2 separate regions of the Mus musculus genome follow, and region 2 is linked to region 1. The links are chromatin contacts, called in public Hi-C maps. All regions are on one chromosome and are shown on one strand. Each heading gives the region's core, a stretch centred on a gene start, on an enhancer-like site or on the middle of the called end of the contact. The rest is flanking DNA. Distances are from core to core; before and after follow the strand shown.

The links. A called contact is a pair of places that touch in the nucleus more often than the background predicts.
Region 2: a contact with region 1 is called in a Hi-C map of Kupffer cells, with 5 times the contacts expected there. The contact joins two enhancer-like sites. A contact is called at or near these places in 2 of 39 promoter capture datasets (the C10 cell line and liver), 1 of 15 datasets of contacts at CTCF or cohesin (CD8 T cells), 18 of 484 Hi-C or Micro-C datasets (the AML12 cell line, the Ba/F3 cell line, the G1E-ER4 cell line and 11 more), 3 of 115 datasets of contacts at active chromatin or transcription factors (bone marrow-derived dendritic cells, cardiomyocytes and neural tube) and 1 of 9 other capture datasets (embryonic stem cells).

What each region holds. Positions count from the first base shown.
Region 1 is chr19:56,598,697-56,603,538 of GRCm38.p6, reverse strand. Nhlrc2 (NHL repeat containing 2) reads right to left here. Exons shown (of 11, transcript NM_025811.3): 11 at 4,693-4,842. Among named protein-coding and RNA genes, the nearest start is that of Nhlrc2, 53 kb to the right of the region's middle. Within about 2 kb of position 2,653, at least 36 of the 459 cell types and tissues checked have an H3K27ac peak or open chromatin away from gene starts, as enhancers often do. A contact at or near this core is called in Kupffer cells, where this site is marked.
Region 2 is chr19:56,771,839-56,776,680 of GRCm38.p6, reverse strand. No RefSeq gene overlaps it. Among named protein-coding and RNA genes, the nearest start is that of Gm32718, 31 kb to the right of the region's middle. Within about 2 kb of position 2,415, at least 44 of the 459 cell types and tissues checked have an H3K27ac peak or open chromatin away from gene starts, as enhancers often do. A contact at or near this core is called in Kupffer cells, where this site is marked.

The DNA of each region.
Region 1 (4,842 bases), core at 1,404-3,903:
TAAAATACAGAGAATATTCAAGACAGAAACACAACTTTGGAGAGAAAAATATTTAATCTGTTTCATGGAAAAAAAGTACAAAGCTTTGGAAGAGCTTTAGGTTTGCAAGTACAGTAGGAACACACACGCTTCCCAGACGCTTGGCTCCACGCTCCTCGAGTTAGTGAAGCCGTCAAGCTCTTATCCACCCAATAATGCACTTGAAGAAGCCACTGAAGAGTTTGGTCTAGAAATAAGTGTAAAATACATTGCATAAAAATATATTAATCCATCTACAAACACTTTAAAATGCATAGCAAGGAAATTCTTTCAGGACTAAGCCATGTCTAGAAATACCAGTATCTGAACTTGTATACTGGATTTCCACTGCATTGTTTAGGCATGACATCCTCACAGCAGAGCACCTCTATGCTCACAAATGACATCATTTACCCACACAAGATGGCAACAGTCTCTAACGTGATCATCCATGAAGCATACCTTGAAGGAGTAACAGACTGGTGGAGGTCTTGATTCCTTAAGGCGTGAAGTAATGACAGTAACGGCGTCTCTTACAGAGAGACCTAAAGCTATACCATCAGCCCATGGACAGTGAGGAAGCCCTACTTCAAAGAGAAGCCAATCTGAAGTCAGTCACACGGGGTCCTGTTCTCTGCTGTAGAACACTGAGAAATTACTAGGAATTTTAGAAAAATGATCACTGCAACACGTTCCCCACTTGAGTCCCTGTGGAAGCCCAGCTCCTCAGCAAAGGCTCGACAGGAATACAGCTGTTTCTGTAGCTGAGGGCGGAGGTCACGGGCTGAGTTGGGGCTCTGGCTTAGTTTTTGAGGGTAACTTGCAATGATGACATCACAGGCATGCACCGACAATACATTCCAACCCTGTGCCAACAATTATGTTTCTGGTGGAACTAAAAATAGAGACAAGCAGTCTTTAAAATAGAAGATACCCCAATGGCTACACTAGGAACGTATGTGCTTTCATCCCCACTGGCATCATTTGATTGTTTGATCTTATTTATCTCAACATATTTTCTCATGAAACTAGGTTCAGAATAATAAAAATCCTCTTTAAAGAGTCTGTATCTCAGAGGGCGGAACCTCACCTCCCTTTTGTTTTATTTTGTTTTATTTATTCCATGTGGAAAGCTGAAACTAAGCAACCCAAGAGTTACTAGAGCTTCAGATTTCACTTTCAAACAGCAACACTGCTCACGCCCACGTCTGAGCCAGGCCAGGCACTCTAGTATGTAGGTCCAGTGTTTATTTCTAACCCACAGCTGAGGGCGGCCACAGGTGGAAGTGTACTGGAAAGTCCTTGCGGTTCTTTCCTTGGGTCGGGAGGCTGTCGAGAGCAGTGTCCACAGGCACACAGGAGTGACGTGCAAGGGGAGCAAAGGACACACCACACAATGAGTAACTACACCTAGACGCACATTCCACAAGCGTCTAGGGTTTTAGTTTTCAACTCTGACCTCTGACAATGATTAAACCAAAGCACCACGCCATGGCGAAAGCTATCCTAGCAGAGCCTGCAGGCAGGGCTGTGTCCTATTCTGGGCCAGCCTGTGTGCTCATAGCGGCCACCCGAGAGCCAAGGCGCCAGCCTACACAAGCCGGCACAGGCAGGAGACAAGGCTGATTAGCCACAGAATGCCACCTCGCTTGATTACCAAGCCTCTAACTTTAACGACCATTCTGTCTATTACCCTAACGCAAAGAAACTGGAAAAAGGAAATTCTATTAAGCCAGGTTAAAACAGTGACTCAGGCGAGGGCTCATTCTTCATGTCGGCTTTGAAACACGGGTGGAAAAAGCAATCTTGGTGATTATCACGCAGGTCTGCCTCAAGGTATGTGACTCTGTCACACTGTCATTTCTGACCCATGTAGTGCGCTGCTCACTGAACCATAGTACTGCTTCACGACCACACTACTTCACAATGGACAGACGCTGCACTGGGATGCCCCTAAAAACCACCACTGGCACACGCAGGACATCTTGTCTCACACTGCCACGCTGATTTCAGGAACAACTCCTGAGTCACCAGGGAGCCTGCACAGCAGACCATTAAGGCTGCAGGAAGGCAGAGGACTTTATTCCTCTACACCTCACTTGGTTCACAAAACACACTGTGTCCGATATGGGTAGACGTCTCCAGGCCTGCACCAGCCATGCTCGTTATGGTGGACTGGCTGCTGGGACAGTCCTGTTGAGCTAACTGGGATGTCTACACATACTCCTGCCAAGAAAAAACTGTGGATAGTCACTGAAATTAAGGGCACAGAAAATCCTCTGGGAACCAATGATTATATAGACCATTCCAAGGCCCAGATGATAAGAATCTATGAGAAGTCATGTAAGTTGAATGACTTTAATGAATTTAAATGAATTTTACAAACACGCATTCCCAGGGCTCCTGGAATCCTCTGGACTGATAAGTTACTACATGAAGGAATGAAATATGTGACCTTGCAAGTTTGGGAGACGACAGAGTAGGCAGTGGGGCAGACAGCTGTCCACTTCCTCTGTGTACACTCTTAGTGCTGATGTGACTGTTCAAGGAGGAGGGACTCTATCCTAAGGCTGTTGTGAGGATTGCGTGTGGTCAGCACACAGAAGGGAAACTCCCAGCAGGGAGCGAGAACTCAATGAAGGTAAGCCTCCTTCTGCCCTCGTCTGAAGGCCGGGGGGTAGGTCCCCACTTTCCACACTGTAGGGAGCCTCGGTTAAGCTCTGCTGCTGTCAGCCAGCACCCACATACTAGGTCCTGTTCTAGGCACTGGACGCTACCCCAGGAGCTTCGTACCCAACATGCCGAAGCAGCTTCCTTCTCTGGAACATTCACACCTAGTCTGTAACGTTATTCTCAAGTACTTTGAAGACTGCAGAGGGCACCGCCCCAGGGTGAGAGCACCCACCAGGGCACGCAGGTTATAATCTGAAGATTCTTGTACAAGCTGTTAAGAGTGTGGTGTGTCTCCAGCTATGTCTGGATCCTCTATGGAAAAGCCGTATTCATTAAAGCTCCAGAAGGCCTTTTTAAATACTTCAATACAGTAGAGAGGTGCTTCTTTATAAACAATATTGTTTATGAAATGGTAATACATTCTACCATAAAGTGTTCTTTTTCTTCTCGAGCCCAGATTCTACTGGGACTGCTAACATGTCAAATGGTGGAGAAAGATTTTGCTTTAGAAACTGGAGTTGTAAAAAAAAAAAAAAGTCAAGCCCATGTCTGTGGCCATAAATTATTGTCATTATTAGAACTAAACTGATAAGTAGCAGTTCATAAATTACTCCCTGCTAAATGCCGTGGGAGCATTTTACTGAAGCCTGGCGGCAAGCCCAGGCTTGGTCCAGCAGCCCAGCTCTGCAGGGCAAGACACTGCTAGAGTCTATACTCCTGCCACTATACCATGCTAAACAATAAAACACCGTAATTATCCCTGTCCTCACCAACTACAATTTTAAAGGAAACTGGTAAATGAAAGGACTCTAAATAGACCCCCATCTTTGGTAACAGAAGTGGCTTTAGAAAAATTATTAGTGCTTACAATTCAGATTATTTTAGTATCTTTGAGAAGATTAGATTACTCTCTAAAGTACTGGCCATTGAGTATTCTCAGAGGTAGAATTTCAGTGAGACAGCACGGGCTTGCTCATTTAGAGCTTAGGTGACACGGCCCCTGCACGTGGCTTTATGTTACTGTTCACTACAAAACATAGCTTTTCGTGATTTCATTTTCCTCCTGAGGACTGAACCCAGGGCCTCTGCGCACGGCAAAGAACCATCTTCCAAATGAGTTAACAACTCTGATCTTTGCCAAGCCAGAGGCAAAGGCAGAAGCTGAAGACTTTTCCCTGGATGGAGAAAGACAGTCAGTTCCGCGTATGTGGAGAAACCATGGTTACACATGTTCATTAAGTCCTAGATTTCCCACACTGCAAAACAGAGGCCCACATAACCTATCTCAGTGGTGTGAGCCCCAAGGCAGACAGAGTTGTCTCAGGACAACTACAAGGCTCTCAGAGAGGACAGGAGACGCTGCAGCTCCAGAAGTGCTGTGACCAAGGTTTCCTCCTGGCAGACACTGTGTCAGTCCTGACCCTAGGAAAGCGCACTCTGCTCACTGAGCACCTTCTCCGTCCATCCCCACTAACATTCTGCTGTGACCAGCAGTGCAGAGAGGCAGGTGGGTGGGGTGTGCAGCCACCGAGATCCCCGCAGTCACTGAAGACTCAAGTAAGATCCTACCCAGGCAAAGGGAAAATCAAGGGAGTTAAAGAATATTTTGGGATTTTTAAGGTACATCAAACTACAGAATACATGCTTGTATTTTCAGAGTGAAAAATAATTTCCACACAAGCTAAACTGTATATACCCTGTTTTAGAGAGTGAAACTGTTTATGTCCTCAAACAGGAAATGACTGAACCAAAATATTCTCATCCCGTCCAACTGGAAATAAACGAGGAATCCAACAAATCAACGAGGGCTGCGGCGCTCTGAGGCCCTCCACAGACCACCAGCTCCAGGCTGGAGCTGCAGAGCCGCTGCCTTGGCTGGTTCTAGGTGCAAAGGTTTCTGAGGTAACCACGGGCAACTCTAAACAGGACCCCTCCCTTTCACGTTCGCCTTGCTCCTGAGAAACAGCATTTCTAAGTTAATAACGGAAGTCAGCAAGTTTTCACTTCAGATTTTTTTTTTTTTTTAGTTAACTGAACAATAAAACAAGCAAATGTTACCTATCAAAAACTACTGCAAAAATTAACTAATAAATAGGTAGACTATGCTTAAATGCTTATTAAATTTATAGGTGGGGCTCAGACAATGCTTCT
Region 2 (4,842 bases), core at 1,166-3,665, 170 kb before region 1:
CTGTTGTTTGGAAGATAAGGCTGTGAGCCTAGCTGGAAGGGTTTTTGTTTTAAACATCTAAACTCTAGAGTAGCTCTCTCCTGTCCAGGAAGAGTTCAGGGTGGGAATGATCAAGCAGTCTGTAAACAGCTGTTTTAATGTGACAGCAGAACCAGCCAGGAGAGCAAGGTGTGGTCTGCGGAGGATTCATAAACTTTAAGGCAGTGTGAAGGAACACAGCAAGGAGGCTTCTCACGCCATGCCTGAGAACTGTCCTGTCTGGGCAGGCGCTACATTCTCACCCCCTAACAAGAACGTTTTCCAACCACCCAGCCTCTCTGTGAATGAGAGTCACCTCACTGAAGGGAGCTTTCTTGCAAAAGACCAAGAAGTATCTTGGTTTGGTAGGGGGAAATGGGAAGCAAACCCAACTTTGTCTGCAGTGGATAGCTTCCTATTAAGCCAACAGGATCGTGGTTGTTCCATTTCAAAGAAATTCTACCTCCCCTCTAGTGGGGAGTTGGGCGCCCCTCCTCTGGCTTCCTCGAAAGGGCCGCTGGAGCAGCTGGTGGATCAAAGGACACCAGGGAGGGAGCATAGAGCGGCCAAGGGCGGCTCCGGGGCTGCGCTGAGCTCAAAGGCGGGGAGGAGCCGCACCCTCACTGCGGAGCTTCTCATCCCTTTGTCCTGGTATCTCCGTGGGGCTTTGAAAGGTGCCATCCAAGTGGCAAGCTGGGAACAGGTCCCCTTTGGAGCCTGCAGCCAGCCACTTCTTTCTGTCAGCGGCCCACCACACCCTCTCCCCCGCCCCCGCCTTTGATTCCCGCGGAGTGGCCCACTGCTCAGCCCTCCTTTTTTCCTTCAGGATGCTACACTTCACCTGGCTTTGAGGACTTTCCCGGGAGCAGATCTCTTCGTGGGCGACTGCTGGCCTCCCAGCGCCTCCCTTCTGCACCCGTGAGGTCCCTAAGATCCGCTGAGCCAGAGGGAAAGCAGCTCTGGGTTGCTCCCTCTCTTCCAGATGCGTTTCTGACTTGGAATCTGGGGGACTCTTCCTCCGGAAGCTATTTCCATCCGTGTATAGCTGGAAACATTGCTGGAGCTTTGATGATAAGTTTGGTGGGATGGGGTTCAAAAGGCATCACACTCAATGGTAGGGAGATTTCTGAGCACAGTTGTCGAGGCCCTTGGTTCCAACACCAACACTGCCATCACCTCCCTAAGAGGTAACTAGAGACTTGCAGCAAGTGGAAACACGCGCTCGGCTGTGTGGCACTGGCAGTCAGAGCAGTTGTTCTGTGGGAATCGTGAAGATGGGCAGTTGCCTCCCATTCCTGCACCTCGCTGTGATGCTTGATGACGATCCTAAGTGTGACATTGCACGAGTCACTATAAGGGGGGGGGGGGGGCGGTGGCTGCTCCTGGCACCCCCAATAGGCCATGTCTAAGATTCCCACAACTCCAGAGTTACCGTGCCATAGCCCAGGCAAGGATCCAACTCCACCACTTGGCATGGAGATCACAGATTGGGAATTGGCTTTTATTGGTATATTGGCACCACTGCCAAGTGTATGTGTTTGTTGATATGGATCTAATGACCTTCCTGAGAGCTACAAAGATGTTAATAAGAAAATGGCAACCCAGACTTCTCATGAATCCAACCCATTATCTAAATTAATGAGCAAGAACACGAGTTCTCAGAACCCTTAGCTTTTGGCCCTCGAGCCAGGCAGGATGCAATGTCATTATGTCCGGTAGACCTTAGGCAGCGCCTGGCTCCAGAACCAAAAGTGAGTGTGTTGCTGCGTCTGTGAGTATGGACTATGTCACTGTCACTTTCAACAGTTACTATCTTAGCCAGATAGTGAGATGTCCGCCTGCTGGGAAAGTCAGCCTGCATTCCCTGCCCCAACCCACTTTCAGGAGGGACAAATGTAGCTAGAGCCCTGTAGGCAGAGGGAGTGACAGGGCCCATGTAGAGGAGACTCCTTAGCCACCCATTCTGGGGCCACTTCTGTGACAGAGGAAGTCTTGTTCCTTGTGGTTTGAGGACATTCCTTCCGGGGTTAAGCCCAGTTTGGAGCCTGTGAGCCTCCAACCCCAAGGCAAGGAGGAAAGAGAGAAACGGGTTCCCCATGTAAAACCCTGCTCACACCCGAGTTTCAGTTCCATGTCCCAAGGCAAAGCAAAAGACCACAGACTGAAGTCACCAGGAGGCAGCCGACAGATCAACAGCTGCCTAGGGAGGGTGCTGGGCCTCAGTGTGCTGGCCAGAGGTCTGTTCTCACGGGCCTTGGTTCCGATGACGATGGCAGGTTCTTTGTTTGTTTCCTAAGAATCCTTGTCATTCTCTGTCTGGTGCTGAGACACTGGGTCCTGGACAAACCAGGACAGATAAAGAGGCTTACCTTAGCTTTCTGTGGTAGGAACTCTGGAACATCCTCCCCCATGCCTGGAGACATTTTGCTATAAATAGGATTCGAACAACATGGCAGTCAGTCAGTGAGAGAACCGCTGTACATCACCAGCTATGTGGCAGAATTAATTCCCATATGCAAAACATTTTATTCCATAAAGGCTTTACAAAGTGTAGGGCTTGAGAAATGAAGTTCACTCTGGCTCTTGCTAAGTGTGAGACCTCAGGAAAGTTTGAGAACCTGGGAGCCTGTATTAGTCTGCAGTAGCAACCATAATAAAATACCAAGGATCAGGTGGCTTAAAATAGAGACCCCCCCCCTCCATATTGAAAGCCAAAACTTCTGGACAAAAGTGTGGGGAGAGGTTGGCTGCTTCTGTGGCAGGCCTCCCTCTTGTCTTTGCGGGACTCCCTTGCTCTGTGTTCACGTGATCTTGCCTGGGTGTTTGCATTTGTACTCTAATCTCTCTTTATAAAGACACCAGTCAGATTGGATTAGAGCTCACCCCAGTGACCCCATTTTAATGTAATTACTTCTTTTAAGGCGCTATCTCAAACATAGGTTCATATCCTGGGGATTTGGGAAGGGCATGGCATGGTTCAGTTTCCTCACTGGTAAAATTGGAATCAAGCTCGTTCTCTTTTCTTGAGATGCAAATGAGATCAAGTAAGAAAAGGAACCGTGGAGGGTTCCAAGTGCTATAAATAAAAGCAGGCTGTCACTCTATAGGTAGGACAGAGAGCTCACCACAGCGCGTCTGGTGGGTGGGTTGGGGTCTGTGGACGTTTTAGTCTCCGCACACCTAACATCTGGAGACCAAGTTCTGTTTGGAAAGACAAACTTTCGATGATACAAAATGGCATGTCTTCTTGGGACTTTGAGCCTTGAGAAATAACACCAGTCCTTGTATCTGTCCCTCCTCACCAATTACATACATTCTCTGTGTCAGACGATGCAAACGGAAGTAAGGCTGCTGCAGTCCGTAGGGATCTGGGTGGGTAGAAGACATCTCTCTGGCTGCTGTGACTCCCTGGGAGCCTCACTGAGCACAGTCTTGCCTTCCTTCAGCAGATTTTGCCTAACCCTTCCTCAGTCACCAAGGCTGTTCAGGACCTGGACACTTGGAGGTCAGCCTGGGTCTGGGACTGAGGCCGCATGGTCTAAAAACTAAGGCAGGGGCAGAATTCAGGTTCTCTACTCTTCCGTGTCTATTACGGGATAGCTGACCCAGCGAGATCATTCTGGATTCTATGAAAACCAAGAGCCAGTGATGTTTGCGCACAGAAGCCCTAAGAGTTTACACTTGAAATGCAATGGTGTCTCTTCCCACCCAGACCCCTATGGAGTGCAGCAGCCCCTCTTCCGTTTGCATCATCTGACACAGAGTATGTGTGTAGTTGTCGAGGAGGGACAGATACAAGGACTAGTGTTATTTCTCAGTAACACTATAATAATGAAACACTTAGAAGATTTTACAATATCTAAAAGACTTTAAGGCTATTAACACTTGCTTTTTGATAGCGAGAGAAGCATTAGTAGTTTTGATTACAGAGTTTTCCCCTTTGGTCAAGGGTTGGAACTACAACCCAGGCCTTCTGCATGCTAGGCTGGTGCTCTACCACTGAGTCCTCTCAGATACTAGGGACCTTGGCCACCAAACTTAACTTCTTGCCTTGAAACTCCAGGCTGTTTTGCAGGGGAGGACGTCGTTTTCACTTGGACTTCAGTCTTGCTGTATTCCCAAATCAGAACTGGAAATGGGAATTATGAAGCCAAAAATATCAAACAGCCTTAGACTCTTGGTTAAAAACATCCGTGGCAACACACGACTAAGCTTCCCTCCCCCAAGCCTGACATTTGATTATAAGAGGAAAACCGCAAGCCAAACTTAGCGAACAATGTTATAATTAACTCACAAGCCCTCTTGGGCTCACTAGTGGTTTTTAGGTCTCAGACATGATGTCGGATGTTACTTAGTAGCGATACAGGAGGGAACAAAGCCACACTTTGCTCTGTCACTGAACAGCAGCCCCAGCCCGGTTCCCTCCCCTCTCAATTATTCAATATGGAGTTTCCAGGCACAAGGGAATCATTTGCATGTGATTCATTTACATAAATCAGGGTCAAAGTTATATGTTTATGTTACGTGGGGTTCTTAACAGCAAACAAGAGTCAAATCTGACCCTCTGAGGAAGAGATGGGAATGTAGTAGTACCACACGACTCCCAAAATCCTTGAAGGTTGAAGCGCAGGGCAAAACGTCAGTAGCAAATTCCAGCCAGTTACAGGTGTTCTTGGACACCCACTGCCTTTATCTTTGGTAGTGTCACTGCAACACACTCTGAGGCCTTCCTTCCCACTGGGTAACGTGCTTGTGGTGGCCTCCTGCCTGTCAGCGTGACCCCAAATTTTAACCAGGCTCTCTTCACCTTGAGGTTTAGCTCCC